Linked DNA regions of Mus musculus: region 1 is linked to region 2. A link is a contact called in public HiChIP or PLAC-seq data. All regions are on one chromosome and are shown on one strand. Each heading gives the region's core, a stretch centred on a gene start, on an enhancer-like site or on the middle of the called end of the contact. The rest is flanking DNA. Distances are from core to core; before and after follow the strand shown. Region 1 overlaps Naxd (NAD(P)HX dehydratase). Region 2 holds the start of Rab20 (RAB20, member RAS oncogene family).

Region 1 (3,357 bases), core at 520-3,019, 35 kb after region 2:
GCACAGGCAGATAGTGGTTGTCGGGGTGTCCATGTGGGGTGCTGAGGGATGCTGCTCTGGGCACTTTGGAGGCCTGTTGTGAGATAGCGTGTTGTGGGATGGGCTGCTTGTCTCAGGGGCTCAAGCTCCATAGGCTGTGAGGTATACTTCCTCCTTGGAACAAGCAGGGAGGGGCAGCTCATGGTGTGTGTTCTTTATAGTGCTTGTGTGTAACCAAGAAGGCAGCAGTCGCAGGTGTGGCGGGCAAGGCGATCTCCTGTCAGGCTCCCTGGGTGTCATGGTGCACTGGGCCCTCCGTGCTGGACCAGAGAAAACAAATGGGTATGGCGCACCATTGTCTGTCCTGCTTTGATACTATTCACGTGTTGGAACTCTTTAATGTCCCTGGTGAACTACCAGTGGACCATGGGAGACGTCTGAAGCCAAGGCTCCCTGCCCACAGGAGCTTCTACACACACCCGCCAGACCCAAAATAAACCAGTTGAGGGTGTGGCCCTGGCATTGGTGCTAATCCAAGCAGCCATGGTTGATTGACACCATTGTGGGGGAGTTCAGCAGGGGCTTCTATCAACTGAGGATAGAGAGCATGCAGGTAGAGGAATGGCCCTCCTGGACACTCGTCCTCACAGCTGTGAGTCTCTGGGACAGCAGGATGCTAAGCTCACAGGCAGCCCCACACCTCTGACCTGTCCTATGGACCATTATAGCCACACATGCTAGGTATGAGATGTGCAGCTCCCGGGACCTCACAGGATCCACTGGTGCAGACTGGGTATCTCAGGTGGCCTTGACCTTCACTCAGATATGCAGGGCAGTGGTGCAGAGACGGTTCTAGTTTGTCCTGTGGCCCAAAATGGAGTGTGCATTCTGCCACCTTCCAAGAAAACCAGTGAGCACCATTAAAGCCTACACCACCAGCAGGTACCACACACCTAGAAAAACCTCTATTGGGTTCCAACCCATCGCAGGAATGGGACCCAGGGCCTCCTAGTGCTTCTTAGGCCTACTCTGCCACGGCACCTTATCCCAGGCCCAGTGAGGATGTTGGGGGTGTTGCGTGCCAGTGTGCAGCTGTAGAAAAGTGGCCTCTCAGAAGCCTCAGCTGGCTTGAGGTTGCTATTTGGGAGCTGAAGGTAGAAATGGGGTGAAAACGGAGAGCCCAGGGCCCTTACTGTGGCCTACAACGAGAAAGCCTTTGATTGTGCTCTTATCTTACAGCTCCAGCCCACTCCTGGTGGCTGCCTGGGGCGCCTGCACACTCACAAGGGAGTGTAACCGGCAGGCCTTCCAGAAGTACGGGCGCTCTACAACCACTACCGACATGATCACAGAGGTAGGAACTGCCTTCAGCAGGCTCTTCACGACCTGAACCTGTGCAGACTGGAGTGACAGACTGAATCCTCCATTTGCCTAGCCTTGGGCTCAGCAGCACTTGGAACAGAGGATTTACGACCTAACCATGTATTCTCACTAATGTAGAGTTGATATGTCAACTACGACACTAATCTGGTCTTTCAAGGTTTTCTTGGCTTCTCAGAAATAGCTGAAAAGAAAATGAGAATAAAATTCCCAGCAGCCCAACTGGATCTGGGCTTGCTCTGAGACAGGAAATTTGGAGTTTGTGGTTGTTCTCTGCTTCTCGTGCCTTTTCGTTACTAGTCACCCCTCACACAGAGGGCTCCATCCTTCCAATACTAGACAGTCACCCCTCACAGGGCTCCATCCTTCTGTTACTAGACAGTCACCCCTCACAGGGCTCCACCCTTCTGTTACTAGACAGTCACCCCTCACAAGGGCTCCACCCTTCCGTTACTAGAAAGTCGCCCCTCACAGGGCTCCAATCTTCATGTGGCTGGGGAGTGCAGGGTTTGGTTTTTAACTGAGGCTCACAGGACATTCTTGGGCCCCATAGTTTTCTGTTGAGTGACCGAGTGCTAGCTTAGTGAAGTAGTTTAGAACAGACAGTGGCCATGCAGAGCAGATCTGTTAGAGGCCTGTGGGGAGGGCAGGAAACCTGGGTGCCACTGGCATTTGAGTGTGGCAGGGAGTGCCCAGATTCTGCAGGTCTACTACTCGTGTGCTCACTGCTGCCCACTGTGGCCCTCACTCTGCCTGCTGAGCCTCCCTCCCGAGAGTGGCCTGCCAGCTGCATGCCTAGTTAGTGGGGGTCTGCTCTCTGGCTCCCCTTGTCTAAGGGCCAGCTAACCATGTCCAGGAATGTCTCCTGAACAGACATGAACTTACTGAAGGGAATGTTGCAAATGTGGCCATCAGTGGTACACAGTTAATCTTCCAGGCTGTTCCAAATACACACCAGTGGGCAGCATAGGCCCACTTTACTATTGGCTAAACAGCCACAATTGGCAACTTTAATATAAAGTTTTCATCACAAAAGAGCAGAAGGCCAGGGTATGGCAGCGCATGGGATGCAGCCACCTCATCCTCGGTCCCCAGGTTTCTGGTGTCTTGTCCTTGGATCCAGCAGTTCCCATGTGGAGGCTGCACTGCCTCTGTCCTGAAGGAGAAGGTTCTGGGTAGACATCACATCCTCTTATTCGAGGTGATGGATTACAAAGCAGAGGCAGTGGAGGCAGAGGGGGCAGAGGGATGCCGAGGAGGGGGGGATAACACTGCCTGACAGGCCAGCTCCTCACCCATGAGGGTTGAGTTTTGCAATTCTTCCTGCTTACACACCTTCCCCTCCCGGCCTCCACATCTGCCTCGAGTGGGTCTCTCAGAAACCAATGACTAGCCACTGTCTGCCCCCTCACTGTCTCCTGTGACACTGCTCTGCCTGGATTTGCAGTATCACTCACCTTAACATTGATGCCATGGGTGACGAGGTCCTGTCGGAGTGTGTCACATGCCTCCAGCAAGGGCTGCCTTTCCTGGAGCTGCCGTTTCCGAGCCTCCCCAGCAGCCCCGGGTGTGTCCAGTGCATACTGGCGGACCTTCAGCCTGAAGCGCACGAGTTCATCTACCACACAGCGCAACGTTACTGTGCTGCTGTCTCCTGAAACACACTGAGCCACATGCCGAGGGATGAGTCTGCCCAGCCCAGCAAGGCAGGACCCCGGTACAGCCTGGGAGACCACAAACGACTATATTCTGGGAAGTCTTTATCAGTGTTCCTGATGCTAGCCCTTTCTGGAGAATATTCGGGGGAGGTTAGGTTACTAGCAAGATCAGCTCAGCAAGACTTTATGCCTTGACTGGCCCACGTTAAGCTGGTAAAATCCACTTTGACCCATGTCCCACCTGGACCTCAGCAACAGTTATACAGTTGTGTGTGTGTGTGTGTGTGTGTGTGTGTGTGCGCGCGCGAGCATACTGAGATCAAGCAGTCTGGCTGGCTGT
Region 2 (3,824 bases), core at 1,295-3,794:
GCACCAAGAGATATAGATAAGTTGCTTTAAAAATCAGCAAGCACCTCCTTCCACACCCAGCCACACCCAGCATGCTCCAGGTGCTAAGCATTCGGCTTTGACTTTGTCTTTTTTTGTTTGTTTGTTCTGTTTTTTTGAGACAGGGTTTCTCTGTGTAGCCCTGGCTGTCCTGGAACTCACTTTGTAGACCAGGCTGGCCTTGAACTCAGAAATCCACCTGCCTCTGCCTCTGCCTCCCAAGTGCTGGGATTAAAGGCGTGCGTCACCACGCCCGGCTTGGCTTTAACTTTGTCAAGAGTCAAACACAAACTAACCAAGTGCTATGGCTCTGACTACTGCACGTCCCAAAGCCCTCACAGGTGTGTGCCTGCCACCCCTCCCCCCAACCTGCCTGTCGCGGCAAGCTGGTTTTGGTTTGCTATGCTAAAGGGTCAATTGGGGAGAGGGCAGGGATTTTAAACAGTACACAATGCAGGAAAAGGTAACCCTTTAGGGTAGATGTTCCACACAGAATCCCGAACAATATTAACCCGTCTTCTCTGCTCCCTCCAGGCGACTGGCAGCCCAGCAAAGCAGGCACAAAGTTGGTGATATGGACCACTGTTGACTCTGTACCTTGTTCCCCTGAGCATGTGTACACAGACATCAAGAATGTGAAGAGGGGGCCTGGCCACCCGGCAAGGCTCCCGTCATCTGCCTTCACACTTAGGCTTCCAGGAACACAAAAGCAGCCGAGGAGGCCTGGAAATGAGTTGAACGGCTCCCGCCCCCACAGAGGGAATCAGCAAGTTCTCAGGCAGTGTTACAAAATCCCCTGCTGACCAACATTCCGGATTCATCATATCCTCGGCCTTGACGAAGAAAGTGGCTCCACCCACCAAATTGAAACAGCTAGCGGGGACACAGTTACCCTGTGCTGTGTCGGCCACACATCTATCGCTACTCCAGAAACATTAAGAGGTGTGGGGAAAGCTGACCAATTCTGCTTTCTCCTCTTACAAACCCAGAGCAGCAGGCAAGCCATTTAAGCCAAGCGTAGAGGCGGAGCTCTGTCGGAGGCTGGAAAAGGAGTCCAGAGTCTGACTAGTCTTGACTCTGAGATATTGCATTCATGAGTGCTCAGTGGCAGGTAGACAGCCTGAGAAAACTCGGAGGCTCTGCCTGCAACGCGGAGTAAAGACCAGAGCCAAAGGAAAGACAGGGAAAGTAGAAATCAGTCCATTTCCCACGGTGGCTAAGTAAGGAACGGGGAAGACAGAGGAGGGAGGGAAGCTCCCCAGACCTTCACTAACTCAGCTTGATCAGAATGTATTACATAGCCAACAGATTGATACGCGCAAGACAAGGAGTCAGGGATTAGGAGCGAGGCTTTTGAGTACATCACTCTTTTTTGGTTTTTCAAGACGGGTTTCTCTGTATAGCCCTGGCTGTCCTGGAACTCACTCTGTAGACCAGGGTGGCCTCGAACTCAGAAATCCTCCTGCCTCTGCCTCCCAAGTGCTGGGATTAAAGGCGTGCGCCACCACACTTTACACAACATAAAAAGTCAGAACTTGGGAGTTTCATACATTGGAAACCTCTCTCCCTGAAACTATACCATACTATTTCCGGGTTCGTTTGTTTCACTTAAAGTATCTTATTTCTTTATCATGGAAAAGGGAGAAGACAGAAGCAAATTAATCGGGAAAGTCCAAGACGAAGTTGTACACGCACTAAAAATAATTCACTACCTATCTTAAAAATGCCAGTACAGGAAGCTATTCCACTCACGTGACTTGCGCACCAGCCAAGACTCGGCACTGGGTAAATAACCGTGAGTCGAGGAGGCTGGGCGATTCCAACTCTACTTCCCAGTCGCCTTACATCCAGCAGAGTGGTCCAACGCTCTCTGACTCAGTTTCCTCGTTCATAAAGAAGTCGGTAATAGCAGCGGTGCTCAACTCCCAAGGCTGCTTTGTACACCAAAGGAGGGCACCCTGAGGGGGACATTAAAGCACCTAAGAAGCGAGAGTCGTACTGATCGGAGATCTCTCCCAGGATAACCCGAATCTTCGCGAAGACGCACAGAGTGCTGCTGAACTGGAGATTTTCTCAATCGGCAAAGCAAGGCAAGTGGGAACAGAGGTGCAATGAATGTCACAGCCCAAAGTGGAGACCCCGCGGCTGCCCACAGACGACTCCTCGACCCCGCAGAGCCCCGAAGCCCGCCTGTCCCGGCGGCGCCGCCCTCACCTGCGGTGTCCCATATGGAGATGTTGAAGGAACGCCACTGCTTCAGGTAGAAGGCGCCGCCCACGGTGCTGACCGTGTCCGGGAAGCGACGCTCCATGTAGCGCTGCAGCAGCGACGTTTTACCCACGTTCATGTCCCCCAGCAGTACGATCTTCCCATCCGGCTTCCGCATAGCCGCGGAGGAGATGACCCCTGCGCTTCTCGGTCACCCGCCCAGGATGCCAGGGGACGCGGACCCCGGCCTCCAGGGACCCCGAACTCTAGTGGCCCTGGCCTGAGATCCGAACTCGATGAAGTGCCAAAGAGGAAGCGCGCCACAGCTCTGTACCGGAGTGTGAACGCAGCCCTGCGACCACGTGGGTGCCCGGCCGCCACGCCCACCCCACGCCCCCTGGTCCGCCTAGGCCCCGCCCCCAGTCTTCTCCCAAGCCCCTTCCACACTCCCCATCACCCCTGCCTCGTTCCTATTACTCCCTATCTCTCCTTCCCCAAATTCCCTTTCTCTGCCTGCTAAATCTCAGCCCCACGCCCACCCCTCCCCATTCTTTCCCATTCCCCCTCCCTCAAGGACCGTCCTGCGTCCGTCCCTATAATCCCAAACTCCGTTCCTCCTTTATTTTTCTGCCCTTCCCAGAGCCCTGGCCCCTACCTCCCGCCCCAGCTCCTTCCCATACCTTCTCCAAGCCCTTCTCCAGCCCAGCCAGCCCTTTCCTGGAACCCCTCTCCACTGGCCCAACCCACGCCAGCCTCCCTCTTCCCGCACCCCTGACTCTAGCAGGGCTACAGTACCGCTTTTTTTTTTTTTTTTTACAGTCCCCACCCTTTGAAAGCCTGTATGTCGCCAAGTTTGGAGCCTAGGACCTGGGTCCTAAGGTGAAAGTTCCAGAGCGCCTTCCTTCGGACGCTCCAGTTCCTCCAAAAGCCCGGGTAGCCGCGGAGAGGCCCAGGACCTGGTGTTTGTCTAGTCACAGGCTCCCTTGGCTCTGTTTCGCTTCCCAGCCTGTGCCCAGCGCTCCTCCTCGGTGCACCTTGGTTGCACCCACACAGGTGGAGAGTTGCCTGGCTGGGAAAGTCCCTTGGAAGTCGGCTAAGATTTAAGGGAGAATGTGGATGGGTCGGGGACACCGGGAGGTGCCTGCTAGGTTCGCTTTTTACTTCTGCAAGAAACCTTGAAGGGAAAACTTGACTTTGCATTTGCAGTGACTGCTAGAAAACAGCTTCCCTTTCTCCTATAACAGAGAACCCCTAAAACCAAAATCTTCCTCCAGGGGCACAAGCATGCAGGGAGGCGGAGGAGATATTTGGGGCTGAGTAAAGCCCACTAGGTCCAGGGGAGGGAAGGGAAGGGAGACGACTCTCCTAGTAGCTTCTCCCTCTGCAGGTGCAGAGATTCCACCGAGGCGAGATGGCTACGCCTGCCTCAAGCACCCTGCCTGAGAACTGAGGACCGTTGCTCTAGGGAATGCGGGTGGGAAAGTACGTTCTGGGGCGTGGAATGCTCACCAGCGCGTGAAACCAGCTCCCTCTAAGCCCCAGGCTTCTGCTAGCCGCCCATCCCACCCCACCGCATGTCCTCCCAGGGAAATTTAAGT

What was found. HiChIP or PLAC-seq counts read pairs in DNA pulled down with a chosen protein or histone mark.
Region 1: a contact with region 2 is called in an H3K4me3 HiChIP or PLAC-seq map of embryonic stem cells, with 23 read pairs. The contact joins the enhancer-like site here to the promoter of Rab20 in region 2. A contact is called at or near these places in 10 of 39 promoter capture datasets (the 3T3-L1 cell line, the HPC-7 cell line, cranial neural crest and 7 more), 6 of 115 datasets of contacts at active chromatin or transcription factors (the SCID.adh cell line, bone marrow-derived macrophages, embryonic stem cells and 1 more) and 3 of 9 other capture datasets (adipose tissue, liver and pancreatic islet).

The regions. Positions count from the first base shown.
Region 1 is chr8:11,511,677-11,515,033 of GRCm38.p6, forward strand. Naxd (NAD(P)HX dehydratase) reads left to right here. Exons shown (of 10, transcript NM_001190357.1): 9 at 201-321; 10 at 1,219-1,611. The coding sequence ends at 1,369. It overlaps Cars2 (cysteinyl-tRNA synthetase 2 (mitochondrial)(putative)), which reads right to left. Exons shown (of 15, transcript NM_001359137.1): 14 at 2,817-3,023; 15 at 2,341-2,515. The coding sequence ends at 2,438. Among named protein-coding and RNA genes, the nearest start is that of Naxd, 16 kb to the left of the region's middle. Within about 2 kb of position 1,770, at least 8 of the 459 cell types and tissues checked have an H3K27ac peak or open chromatin away from gene starts, as enhancers often do. A contact at or near this core is called in embryonic stem cells, where this site is marked.
Region 2 is chr8:11,476,096-11,479,919 of GRCm38.p6, forward strand. It overlaps Rab20 (RAB20, member RAS oncogene family), which reads right to left and starts at 2,545. Exons shown (of 2, transcript NM_011227.2): 1 at 2,233-2,545. The coding sequence starts at 2,404. E230013L22Rik (RIKEN cDNA E230013L22 gene) reads left to right here and starts at 1,834. Exons shown (of 2, transcript NR_126558.1): 1 at 1,834-2,588; 2 at 3,046-3,824.